Linked DNA regions of Xenopus laevis: region 2 is linked to region 1. A link is a contact called in public Hi-C data. All regions are on one chromosome and are shown on one strand. The core of a region is the stretch at or near the end of the contact, and the rest is flanking DNA. Distances in the headings are between cores, read along the strand shown.

Region 1 (7,161 bases), core at 1,848-4,347:
ACCTCTTGCCGATACTCCAGTCCACCCCACCCCCCCCTCCAGAAACGAATGTTTTCCACTGAAACGCCAATGTGCACAGTAGAGTGAAAAGGCAAACTTTAACGAAGAAGTCGGGTTATTTAGTTCTACTGCCCCGGCGTCAGCCCTGGGAAATTTTGAAGAGCAAAGTAGCAGGAAGAGGATCTCTCCGTGGTACTCGTTGGATGAATCACGGGTCGGTGCCAGTTTCTGCTGATAGGAGCACCAGCCTGGGGATCAGGTAAGTAAATATAACCACTTGGCACCCCAAGTTAAAGGAGAAGGAAAGGCTAAAATTAAGCTTTATCAGAAAGGTCTATATAAATATATCGGTAAACCCTCAAAGTAATGCTGCTCTGAGTCCTCTGTCAAAAGAAACACCACATTCCTGTTTCCAGCTTAAACCTCTAGGGTAGGGCTTGAGCATGCTCAGTTTGCTCCTCTCTCCCTCCCTGCTGTAATCTGAGCCCAGAGCTATAACCAAGCAGGGAGAGACTTGGACAGGAAGTGATGTCACAGCAAGCTAATATGGCTGCTGCTATACTAAACAAACAGAGAGAGCTTCTAGAGCTGTTACTCAGATATGGTAAAGCATTCTGCAGAATAAATAGTCTTATAGCTTGCACTATTGTGACTAATCTATTGGCAATATCTTTCCTTCTCCTTTAAAATGACTCCTTCTTTAAAAAAGAAGCAGCTATGCCCTGAGATCTGTTTTGGTTGGAAAACATCCAAGAACACAGGATGTGTTCAGACTCCAGTCCTACTGGGCAGACTCCAGTCCTACTGAGCAGGATGTGACTCCGCTGTTTGCCAGTGCCCCATGCCAGCCAGTTGCTTTGAGTACTTTGCTTTACATATCTTGTTCTTCACTGGAGCACCTGGGATAAACAATTTTCTAAAGGTGGACATATCACCAAATGAGCGGATCTCTCCCCGATAAGCCCACATTGAAGTGGGCGATATCGGGCTCATCCGATCGTGGGCCCTAGGGCCCAACAATCGGATCAGAATGGAGGTGATCCGGGTGGTCGGATCGTTGGACCACATCAATGAACAGATGAGGACGTGATCCTACGTTTTTTTTTTTACCCTGCCCGATCAGCATCTGGCCGACTTTCGGGCAGATGTCAAACGGGGACGCTCGTCGGAGGTCAATAAGCTGTCGGCAGCTTTTATCAGCCTGTATATGGGGGTCTCGAAGAACCAGTATTCTCAGTGTCTTCCCCAGCAAGACCTCAAATGCTTATTGTAGTCCTTACCCTGGCACCAACCAGTTAATCGTTTTTGCCAAAATAATATTTAGGGTTACTGGCACATGTAACATTTTTGATAATATTGTTATTCACCCGTCTTACTAGGGTTTCGGTTCTTTTGAGAAAGCAAAGAATCCAAAGAATTGATGAGCAACATGTTGCTTGTGAGCCACTGTTTGGGGATCACTGTTATAGATGATAAAAATCTCATTGTTTTAGTTCTGTTATCACTTCAGAATTCCCCAATAATGTGCAATTCAGTCACAAGCCAGAAGAGTTTCCGCTTATAGAATTTATCAGCTGACTGTGTAACAGTTACAAAAATGTCCAGCTTCAGCCTCTCCTTATGTTTAACTCATCAGCCCTTACAGTTAACTTCTATATGATATCCAAAGGCCAATTCTAAACAACTTTTCAATTGGTCTTCATTTTTTTTTCCGTTTTTTAATTATTTACCTTCCTCAGCTTTCAAATGGGGGGTCACTGACCCTATCTAAAAGCAAATACTCTGTAAGGCTACATATCTATTGTTATTACTACTTCTTATTATTTGGGGGATTAGAGCAAAGGTTAAGCTTTGACAAGAGCACTTCAATCATGGTTACAGTTTACTTTAAGTCTTTGTACTTTGCCTGGCTTTGAAAACAGCTCTTTAACACACAGTCACTTATCAGTTATTTACCAAGCTTCATGTGTTTTTCCCAGAGACTATTATCCCACTGTTACTATAGGCACCATCTCTCCCTACTATACCTGCTATCCCACAGTCACACTCCCTTCCCAGAGACTATTATCCTACTGTTACTATAGACACCATCTCTCCCTACTATACCTGCTATCCCACAGTCACACTCCCTTCCCAGAGACTATTATCCACTGTTACTATAGGCACCATCTCTCCCTACTATACCTGCTATCCCACAGTCACACTCCCTTCCCAGAGACTATTATCAACTGTTACTATAGGCACCATCTCTCCCTACTATACCTGCTATCCCACAGTCACACTCCCTTCCCAGAGACTATTATCCCACTGTTACTATAGACACCATCTCTCCCTACTATACCTGCTATCCCACAGTCACACTCCCTTCCCAGAGACTATTATCCCACTGTTACTATAGGCACCATCTCTGCCTACTATACCTGCTATCCCACAGTCACACTACTATCTCACTGCTACTATAGGAACTACTACACTTGTTATCCCAGAGCCACAGTCATGAAGTGTAAAAATGGCTAAATTGGCTGTTTTTAGTAGGTTCACCTTTTTGTCAGATCAGTAGTCGGATGTAAAGGGGGACGTATCAATTTTAGGCATAATAAGATATCATTAGTAACATAATGCTGTTACTTTGTTGGCATTTCAGATAATGTTTTTGTTTTTGTGGTTTCCAGGAAGCAAATGCCTTTGTGGCCCTGAAAAAATGCCCAGTTTCACTTCTACATGGCGATGGGTCGGGCAGTGATACCATCACGTATCTGCTAGAAATCTTGACATTTTCTAAGCAGAGAAGAACCCAAATGACCACTGGGAAACTCCACTATGTCCTTGTCATCATGTGGTTATAAGCTCACAAGAGCACAGAGTGGAACAGACATTACTTCTCTTTTCTGCCTTTTGTCAACATTTACTAATAACCTGGAGTCGTATTTACATGTCTCAGAAATCCCTGGATTTAATAACTAAATTGGGACGGCCCATCTGCTCCGGGCCTATCACTCTGACTCTTTTGACTCTGCCCCTCAGGCAGCACCTGGTCTGTATATAAAGGCTTGAGGGATCTGCTCTATAACATTGGACTGGGGACACAAGACACTCTGTCACATTCTGTGCCTGAATGGAGAATCAAGATATTAATCCCAAGGAGTTCTATGTGTCTGAACAATATGGATTTATTCTCCAGGACCCACTGGTGAGAACTATCAAACTATCAAACTCATTTAAAATCTATGGAAACACAATTTTTAATTTTTTTTTTTATCCACTGACTTGATTGTTCTGTTTTTGTTTTTTTATACTCTTTTTTTTTAATTTAAAACGAATTATTAAGTCAGTTTTTCTGCTGTAACTATACATCATACATTTTTTTTTAGTTATTTAGATTTTTATTCAGCAGCTCTCCAGTTTGCAATTTTAACTATGTGGTTGCTAGGGTTCAAAGTACCATAACAACCAGGGACTGATTTGAATAAGGGACTGGAATATGAATAGGAGAGGGCCCAAATAGAAGGATGAGTGACCCCTGTTTGAAAGCTGGAAAGAGACAGTGGAAGAAGGCATAGAATGAAAAAATATAAAAAAACTAATAATGAAGATGAGTTAAGTTTCTTAGATTTGGCCATTCTATAACTAAATAAAAGTTAACTTAAAGGAGAACCACCCCTTTTATAAATCTATGGATATTAAAGAACTGGTTCTCATAGGGTAATAATGTATTCCTAGAGAAAGGTTAGATATGCTGATTTTATTTTCACATGGTATTATGTGTGCATGTTGAGCTAGATTAATTACTGAAAGTGTATCTCCTGTTGGCATCCCTCCTGCTATTGTACAATTAAAGCTCCTAGCACCCTCCAGTAGTTACCAGGGTGAATGTCACTCATTAGCAACTTCGGGCGACGTCGGAAAACGAATCGCGCCGAGTGCCATCACGCCGGCGATTTACATTTTAGCTGGCGGCAAGGCAGGGGAGGCAGTTTGGGGAGATTAATCGCCCCAAAGAAACAGAGATTTGTCTCTGGGCGATTAATCTCCCTGAATCTGAGTGTGTGTCCTGACCCTTAATGACCCAGCTATTGGCTAATCATACTAAGGAGACAGGTGTCTGAACATAGTGTTTCCTCATTCCTGAGAAATAAAGATTTCCTCATTCAAGGGAAAACCTTTTCATCTATAGTGTGTGAATTATATATTAAAGGGCCAGTAAAGCCTCTTTCATTTCCTCTTATGGAAAACGACTGCTCCTCCCTGGTCCCACATTCAGCTGCATTATGAAATATAAATTAGACCCCTGGGGGCAGAACTACCAGGGCTGTGAGACTGCACCCGGGCCTGCACCCCCATGAGGTTATCTGGACACTTGCACCAATGAGAATTAGATGCGGGTGGGGGACCTGGCTGCTCTGCCTGCACCTGGACCTGATAGTTACATTATTATTAGAGCCTATGACAGCTAGAAAATGGCTGTACAGACAAATAAATAACAGACACCACTTATAGATCCCAATGCCAGGCTCAGACAGTTTCTGGGAAATACCAGAGGGGCTGCTGTAAGACGCCATAGACAGTCACTATTTATTGGGCACGCAGGGACTGTTTGGGCCCGGTTTTTTTGAAATGCCAAGTTTCAGTCCCGGCCTGGATTACATGATCAGACAATGTAAAATTTTATTTTAAACTCATGGAAGATACAGAATAGCCTTACGCTTTTTGTGCGCACAGCAGCAGTTAATGACAGAAGCCAGTGCTATCAATCTAAATAAACTGCTTAGGGCACATGGGGTATTTTCTCTAACAGGTATTTGAGTCGTCGGGTGGAGAAACTCCCTTGCCACCTCCCTTCAATGAGGACTGCTAGTACTGGCCCGTTCTCAGCCTGAAAACACCGGGACAGAAAATGAATGACCTATGTGCCTTTAGCCTAACACAATTTTAGGATTTTAAGAGCAAAAACAAGCTGCAAATTCCTGTTTGATTAGGATAAATCATTAACTTGCTGCACCGTAACATGGATAGTGAGGATAAAAAGCTTAAACTTTGCTTGGTTAGGGCACAGAACAGAGGGACTGAATTGTTTAAGCACAACATGGATTGGTCAGAGGACTCCAGACCAGAAGTCAGGGACAAAAACAGATTTACAGCTACCAAAGACAAGACATATGTTTATCTGCTTTCTGCCTTTTGCATAGAATTAATCCCAGCAGTAAGTCATGCTACTGTAGGACTACGAGAATTGGCTCCACATTACTGCAGACCCACCATGCTCTGGCCACTGATCCATACAGCAGGGTTCTAGCACCAGCATATATCAGAGAACTATTATCATACCCCGCCCCAGTAATTTGTGCAAATCCCAGAATTCACATTTATGATAACACTGAATTTAGGACCACCCCTGAGGATCCCATCCCGATGCTGCTACATTAAAGGGACAGTAACAGCAAAAAAATAAGTGTAATTCAGATATAATGTACTGTTGCCCTGAACTGGTAAACGTTATGTGTTTATTTTAGAAAGACTACAATCGTTTATATAAACATGCTGTGTTGTCAGTTCACTGGTCAAAAGAGTGCAAGACAATATCGTCCCATAGAGCCTCATTATTTCTGATAGTGGTCCACGCCAGACTGTGCCAATGTTAGGATCCAACCCTACAGAAAGGTACAATAATATCCAGATCCTGCCACAGAGGGGACTATACTAATGTCAGTTTCCCACCCCAGAGGGAACTGTGACAATATTAGGATCCCACCCTAAAAAGAGTTGCAATAATTAGTGATGGGCCAAAAATTCAGGAAACTCAAAAATTGACGCCTGCGTCAATTTTGACATGGGCGTTAAAGTCAATGGACGTTCATATAGTATTGATGCACAACGATTTTGACGCAAGCGACTTTTCCGACGCACATCCAATTTTTTTTTGATGCCGCCAAATTTTCCCAGGAGTTTTGCAAATTTTGTCCTCTGCGAGACATTCACCACAAACTTGCACCAGTCTAATTTATTCGCCCATCACTAGTAATAATATCTAGTTATGTATAGTGTTAGGATCTCACCCTGAAGAGAGGTACAATGAAATCTAGATCCCATCACAGAGGGACAGTAGTAATGTTGGAATCCCAACTGAGACAGAGCTGTAAAATACCAAACACCCTCCTAATCTACTAGATGTGTCTGTTTTTCTTTAAGGAGAAGCTCCCTGAATACTACAAGCCTTGGATGACCATTGCTGGAGATCTGTGCAACCTCATCAAGAATAAACAGATTCGGGAAGCAGTCAGACAGGTGAGTGTCAGCAGTGAGCCTAGGGGATATGTGAATGCAAACTTCCCACAGGCAAACAATTTATATCAGCTGATGATTGTGTGAGGCTCCCAGCCAGCTTGCACTCCTCCTATTGTTTCTAGCTTTTCACTCTCGCTGCATTGATAGCCCTGCTCTCTCAATGGATTCTATCAAAAGTTAAAAGGTTTGTTTCGCCTTTAGATTAACTTTTAGTATGATGTAGAGAGTGATATTCTGATAAAATTTGCAATTGGGTTTCATTGCTTATTATGTGTGGTTTTTGTTTAATTTCGTTTTTTAATTCAGCAGCTCTCCAATTTGGCAATTCAAAAATCAGGTTGCTAGGGTCCAAATTACCCAAGCAACCATGCATTGATTGGAACAAGAGACTGGAATATGATTAGGAAACGTTTAATTTAAGGTAGCTTTAGCAGACAGGCAGGAAGAGACCCAAGATCAGGAAAGGAGAGATAACTATGAGTACTGTCAGCATAGAGGTGGTAATGGAAATCATAAGAGTTGATTAGTTTGCCAATGAAGGAAGCATAGAGATAAAATAATGAGCCCGGGGCAGAGCCTTGAGGAACCCCATAAGAAAGAGGTAGGGGAGAAGATGATACTCTAAGACACTAAAGGAACGATTAGTGAGGTAAGAAGAGAACCAGGACAGGGCCGTGTCACAAAGGCCAAGTGAATGGAGGGACTGGAGCAGGTCCGGACTGAGAATTGAAATAGGCCCTGGCATTTCAGGTACAAAGAGGCCCAATCAGCCCACACAGAGACCCAAACAGCCCCCACCAGCCAACTAAATAGTGACTTTCTATGGCACCTTATAACAGCCCCTCTGGCATTTGCCAGAACCCACAGATTGCCAGTCCG
Region 2 (7,161 bases), core at 2,200-4,699, 160 kb after region 1:
ACCAAAAAAATGAAAGCGGCTTCAAATAATTAACATATAATATACTGCTACCTTGCACTGGTAAAACTGGTGTGTTTGCTTCAGAGACACTAAAATAGTTTATATAAATAAGCTGCTGTGTAGCCATGGGGCAGTTTTAATAGTGCAGGGAAACCGTACATAATATTTGAATTATTTTGATACACTCTGTGTTACTGTCCCTTTAAAAACAGATGAGTCTGAGTCGGCGATACCATAAACTGAGGAGTTTAGGATTCATGTACCGACTTCACAGCCCTGGTCAACACTTCCCACCGGAATCCCCATATCAGGGGGCACTCCCAGAAAACATTGTTATTGGTACCCACATTATTAAGCCATTAAGGACAGACATGTGGTGCACCGTGTTATACTGTTGCAATCTTGTGATGAGTAAGATATACCCCATGAAGAAATTTAACCTAGATGTATCAGTCTCTGGCTGAGATTTTCATCTGGGAGTACAGAGCCTCTTCCCCACGGACGGCAAATAGGCCAGATTTCATCTCAACCAAAAAAGCAGATGTGTGTGCCTATGAAATGCCTCACAAATGCCAAATACATGCTCTAAAGAGCTGTGACTAATGTATTCTCACTGCAGTGCTCCTCTTTAGAACATATGATTTTTGTTTTATCTCTTTTCATGATGGAGTCTCACTCAGCAAGATTTCAGAGGCTTCAGACATCAGCCATTCCCCATAGTGCAGCCTCTCATTTAGATTAAGTAATTGCACTTGGATCTTCCTTGGTATGAGAATAATAAAAGTGTACTTGTGCTGTCCTCTTCTTTGGCAAGAGTCTGACTGTAAAGTAGAGTACCTTATGCAACCAGGGTTAGTATTTTCTGTCATCTCTCCTGTTCTTTGAACTTTTGTGGGTGTCTCTGCAGGGTTCTTCTGTTTCCGCCAGTATCCAGTCGGCTGAGGTACATCATTCATCGGCTAACAGAGTCTCATACTGCACTGAGCAGCTTTTCTGTGGGAGAGGGCTGGCAGAGACGTACCGTTATTTGCTACACCAGCATCAGGTAAACAGTAGTATTTGCAAAAAAGCACTCTAAAAGTACCTGAATATAATATACTTGTATATATTCAGCTTAATGTCATTATGTCATTCCTAGATTGGGTGGGAAAGTTCAGCATATATATATTAAACTGAAGATGTTTAACTGAGTAACCTTCATTGTATAATATCTTTGTCATTGACAGGCTTCCTACCCAAGAAGAAGAAACCAGGCCCAAAAAATGCGAAAGGAGCTATGTTGCCAACAAAATGGGAAAGGGAAGAGCAGGCTGGAGGCCAAAGAATAGGAGACCAGACCAAGCTTTATATGCGCCGAGGGGAAGATTTGGAGGAAGAGAGAACATGGCAGGGGACATGAACAGAAAATCACTGAAGGCAGAAGAGAAAAGGGAAGATACTGAGAAGCCTGTGGGTGTACTTTTGACATGTGAAGAGAGTGAGGGTGAGAAATATAAGTTAGGAGAAGGATCTGTTGAGACAGAGAAGAAAATGATCTTAGAGGATGAGGCAGAAATGAAATCAACATTACAGACTACAGAGGAGAAGAGCACAGAATCAATGGAGCAAGTCAAAGACTTGAGGCCAGAGGATGAGGAACAGAAAGAGAAAACTTACACAGAGAATGAAGAAGACCTGCAGACATTGAGATCTGAGCGTGGGGAAGAAAACCAACCTATATCTGGAAATGTGAGTGCCACAAAGAAGTCAGAGTTGTGTGAACCCAGAAGTACAGAATTACAAATAATAGCCCCCACTGAGGAAGGTCAAAAAATGGGTGCTCTGATACCACTTTCAGATTTGGTGAGCCCAGAAAGTGCTTCTGAAGAACGCTTTAGAGAGCCAGGGAAAGTGCTGCTCTGTGAGGGCCCAGAGGATAGAATGGAGGGGTCTCTTGCAGAATGCAAGGATGTTCCTGGACCCTCAGAAGCTAACGACAATGACAACAGAGGAGCCGGAAGTGTCCAGGGGGAAGATAAAGGAGAGAGCAATCCTTTTGCCCAAGATAAAAAAACTGACATCTGCACTAGAATAAGTGAAGAGGAAAAGTCTCCACTGTGTGACACATACAGACAGGGTGATGCACAAGAGAAGGGGAGGGCTGAGCCAGCAACAAATGACCGATCACCAGAAGAACCAGGAATATTACAGCAAATACTAAAAGAAGTAAGTGGAATAAAGGTGTATTTATATCTTACCTTTAACTAGCATATAGACATAAATCATTTATGGAATAGTAATGACACTGGCTGTTCACATTCAAACATTTATCTGCAGGGCCGCCATCAGATGGGGTCCCATACGACAACATTTTCTGGCGCATCATCCACCCACCCCACAGTAAAAAAAAAGGTCACACTGCTCTGAGCAGTAACTTTTGGCCAAAGGATTTTTAAACCTGCCATCACACCAAGGTAGACTTTTTAAGCAGACATCTATGGTAACCTAAATTGCACTTCCTTTTAGAATTTGCATTTCTCGTACAAATAAGAGCCATTTGGATTAATCTCTTGGTCAAAAGATAACCATTGGTTTCCAGTGTTCCCTACAATTTACCCTAGGAACCAGACAGCGGATTGAATTAGAGACTAGAAGATAAATAGGAGAGGGCCTGAATAGCAAAATGAGTAATAAAATAAAATAAAAATAAAAAAAATAACAGAATAAAATTGAAGCCTCACAGAGCAATAGGTTTTTGCTGCCGTGGTCAGTGATCCCCATTTAAAGACCAGAATGAAGATGAAGAATAATTAAGAAACTATAAAAAATAATGAAGGTCAATTTAATAGTTGGTACAATAGGACATTCTAGAATATACTTAATTTCTGTTTTACTGGAGCAGTTGGAGTCAAAATCGACAGCAGCTTAGCTTTTTAAAACAAAGATCTTTTAGAAAAAAAATTTGTAATGACACTGGCTGTTCAAATTCAGACATTCATCTGTAGAGCCACCACCAGAAATCATGGGGTCCCGTACAACAACAACATTTTCTGGACCCCACCACATTAAAAAGGCCACATAGACATGAGCTCTGAACAGGATATTTTGGCAAAGGGATTTTTAAGCCTGCCAACACTTCAAGGTAGGTTCCTGCTCTAACCTAAATTGCACTTGGTTTTAGAATTTGCATTTCTAATGTACAAATAAAAGCCATTTTGTTTAATCCTTTGGTTGAAAAACAACCATTGGGGGCCAGGGTCCCCCTATAGGTTAAAAAAAAAAAACATTGATGGCAAGGGCTTCCTACAGAAGTAAAAAAAAATGGACAGGCTTCCCCCACAAAGTTAAAGAAAATCAATTGGTGGCCAGGGTCCCCATAATAGTTTATTAAAAAAATAAAAAGAGACCACTGACCTTGAAGCGACAACAGCTTCTTTGGCTTTCTTCAGTGGCCTTGGGTCCCTTTCAGCAGCTTCAGCTCCATTCTGTGACTTCAGCTCTTGCAGCAGGTTCGGCTCTCTGCAGATTCGGGTTCCTGGAAGTGCGGCATGGCCTGGTCCACTTTTAAATTTATAATCCACTGGGAGCTGTACAACTGTGCCTCCCAGATGGTGGCCCTATTTCTCTGAAGCTGAACATCCCCTTACACAATTTGGCAGCCCCAATTTCTATGTATAAATGCAGATCGTTATTTAAAGAATATACCTGCTACTGCCAAAGATTTTTTTAATAAATTGCCATCTATTATTTTATCCGGTTCAAGATTCTAGAAGGTGACTGCTCTACCAGATGGAGTTGATGGATGTAAAATAGGATTTTGTAAAGCTGCAATATGAGTTCTTTTTATCAGACATAGAGTTTGTGAAATGTTTAATTTTTTGTGACTCTTTCTGTAATTCCTGATGCTGCACTGCAACCCAGTGGTGAGCTTAGGTAGTGTTTGGTGCTCTTTTATACTGACGTCAATAAGTTATTAAAGGGAGGAAGCGGTCTTTGCAAACATTAGAGGAATCAGAGGGGCCTGACTGAGCAATTTCAACATAAGCTTGTGGGAAAATTTGTCTTTCCCAAAGTTTTAAAGGCACAAAAGTGTTTAGTGTGACATGCTAAGCTACTGAAACTCACAACAAACACCTAAAAACATTTTTGTAAAAATGAATACAATAAATAGCTCTTGTGCTGAAATTAGATTCTGCCTATTGATTTAAGTTAGATAAATCCATATTTAGTTTTCAATGACCTTACCCCACCCCTTCCTTTATAAAAAGGGCGATTAGTTCAGACCTCCCTATCTACCTTTGAACAAACAAACCCGTCTCTTCTCTAAACAACAGCCTTTGAGCAGCTCATGATTGGGGCTTCTCCATGGACCGGTAATTCATTTTCTCAGCTCCTTTGAAGTTCTTCAAGATCAGGAAGTACTAAAGTAAAACTGGGTTTATATTCTTGTTTAGTACCAGAAATAACAAAAACCATAGATATTTCTTAATTAAAACAATAGGCAAAAAGTATGTTCAGCACATGCCCTATTTATTCCGCCCCATTTGAAAAGGGGCGCATACTGTCACTTTAAAGGGGTGGTTCACTAATAGTATATTATAAAATGGTCAATTCTAAGCAACTTCAATTGGTCTCTATTTTTTATACTTTCTTGATTATTTGTCTTCTCACTCTTTCCAGCTTTCAAAAGGAACAAATGCTTTGTAAGGCTACACATTTATTGTTATTGTTTATTACTCCTCTTTCTATTCAGTCCCTCTCCTATTCATATTCCAGTCTCTTTTTCAAATCAGTGCATGGCTGCTATGGTAATTTGGACCCTAGCAACCAGGTTGCTGAAATTGCAAACTGGAGAGCTGCTGAATAAAAAGCTAAATAACTCAAAAACCACAAATAATAAAAAGTGAAAACCAATGGCAAATTATCACTCTCTACGTCATACTAGCATTTAATTTAAATGTGACATCTTTAAGCTGATTTACTGGTGATACACACATCACTGTGAAATAGTTATATCTATACACCACTATGAGGCACTTCAGTCTCTTTATAATCCCAACCTATTCTCTGTCAGATCATTGCCAACGTCAGTGAGAAGGATGTGCAGATTCAGCCCCTCCTGAATGATTTTTCTGCGTATGCCGAAGATCAGACGGACCATGGGAGATTTGGCCATGTCATTGAGGTTTATGGCTTCTCACGTGAGCTCCGCACTGAAGATCTACTGAAGCCTTTCACTGAATACAGGTGAGCCACAGAGAGCAGTGGAATCAGTTGTGAGCGACAAATGTTATTAAAGGCAATTGACAAGTTCTTTCTATATATACAATTTTACATATGTCCAGGGATAAATGCTTGGGAGCTGCTCTCCTTGTCCAGAGATCCTATCCCGTTCATCTAGAGGGCACACTTTACAGAAAATAAATATTAAAGGGATCCTGTCATCGGAAAACATGTTTTTTTCAAAACACATCAGTTAATAGTGCTACTCCAGCAGAATTCTGCACTGAAATCCATTTCTCAAAAGAGCAAACAGATTTTTTTATATTCAATTTTGAAATCTGACATGGGGCTAGACATTTTGTCAATTTCCCAGCTGCCCCTGGTCATGTGACTTGTGCCTGCACTTTAGGAGAGAAATGCTTTCTGGCAGGCTACTGTTTTTCCTTCTCAATGTAACTGAATGTGTCTCAGTGGGACATGGGTTTTTACTATTGAGTGTTGTTCTTAGATCTACCAGGCAGCTGTTATCTTGTGTTAGGGAGCTGTTATCTTGTTACCTTCCCATTGTTCTTTTGTTTGGCTGCCGGGGAGGGGGGATATCACTCCAACTTGCAGTACAGCAGTAAAGAGTGATTGAAGTTTATCAGAGCACAAGTCACATGACTTGGGGCAGCTGGGAAATTGACAATATGTCTAGCCCCATGTCAGATTTCAAAATTGAATATAAAAAAACCTGTTTGCTCGTTTGAGAAATGGATTTCAGTGCAGAATTCTGCTGGAGCAGCACTATTAACTGATTCATTTTGGAAAAAAATGTTTTCCCATGACAGTATCCCTTTAAAGTAATGTTTTATTACAACCTGTCAAATGTTTGCTCCGAATGATTGGAATCACCCATAACAATAAGCTTTTTATGTTGGGGAAGAAATTTATTAGTCCTGCATTTTTCTTATAGGGATCGAGGGTTCCAATTGCAATGGGTGGATCAGATGCACGCCTTGGGAATATTCTCCAGCCCTGAAGATGGTAAAGTATTCTTTATGCGTTATTCTAAAAATCTGCTGCGCTCTTCTTTATTGCACCTATTGTTTTAATGGAAGGCTTGGCATATGAACAAGGAGGAGAATCCACGTTAATATTAGTTCTACCTGTGCTACATTGAGTGAGTCACAAGATGTGGCCTAATTGTTCTAGACCCTTATAAAAATTGACAAGGTGAGCACTAACGGTTCTTCATAGCAAATAACTCTCTAGTGGTAAGCACGTCACGGGGAGGAGGTCAACCACTTTAAAACTTGAGCATTCAACTTCCTCTTAAAGGAGAAGGAAAGGTATTTTTACTTAGGGGTGCCAAAAGTTAGGCACCACCAAGTGATTTAATTTACTTAGCTGAATCCCCCGGGCCTGTGCACCTATAGAAGAAAGCTGCACCGGCCGGGATTCTATCAGTGAGCACTACGGAGCGATCGTCTTGTGACTTCTTTCTTCTCGTGGCTGCGCATGCGCAGTAGAGCGAAAAGCTAAATTTTAATGACGTCGTCTATTTCATTCTACTGCACATGCATCTCTCTTCTGCCTTTTTTCTTTTGACTCTTTCCAGCTTTTAAATGGGATCACTGACCCCTTTCAAAAAGCAAATGGTCTTTGAGCCTACAAATGTATTGTTATTGCTACTTTGTATAAGGCATGAACTCCACGAAGCGATGCGGTGCACTTGGTCGTGTTGTGAGGAAACGCAGGCGACCAGTCGGAGGCGCCGAATATAATGTAAGTTATAGAAACATCCAAGCTACAAACTACATGCATACGACACGATGGATGTGAACGATGCACGCTGTGTCTTCATCCGACAGTCAGATGCATGTCATTTGTAGCTGTGATGTTTCTATAACTCACATTATATTCGGCACCTCCAACTGGTCGCCTGCATTTCCTCGCAGTGCGTTGCATCGGATCACA

What was found. Hi-C and Micro-C count contacts between places; a contact is called where the count stands out from the background.
Region 2: a Hi-C map of the XTC cell line shows a contact between it and region 1, with 4 times the contacts expected there. The contact joins the enhancer-like site here to the promoter of ido1.L in region 1. A contact is called at or near these places in 2 of 4 Hi-C or Micro-C datasets (the XL177 cell line and the XTC cell line).

The regions. Positions count from the first base shown.
Region 1 is chr3L:134,924,970-134,932,130 of Xenopus_laevis_v10.1, forward strand. ido1.L (indoleamine 2,3-dioxygenase 1 L homeolog) reads left to right here and starts at 3,098. Exons shown (of 10, transcript NM_001097817.1): 1 at 3,098-3,190; 2 at 6,187-6,282. The coding sequence starts at 3,116.
Region 2 is chr3L:135,081,307-135,088,467 of Xenopus_laevis_v10.1, forward strand. LOC108711590 (R3H and coiled-coil domain-containing protein 1) reads left to right here. Exons shown (of 8, transcript XM_018253472.2): 3 at 908-1,045; 4 at 1,227-2,205; 5 at 5,054-5,226; 6 at 6,158-6,228. Among protein-coding and RNA genes, the nearest start is that of LOC108711590, 7.9 kb to the left of the region's middle. Within about 2 kb of position 3,450, at least 1 of the 7 cell types and tissues checked has an H3K27ac peak or open chromatin away from gene starts, as enhancers often do.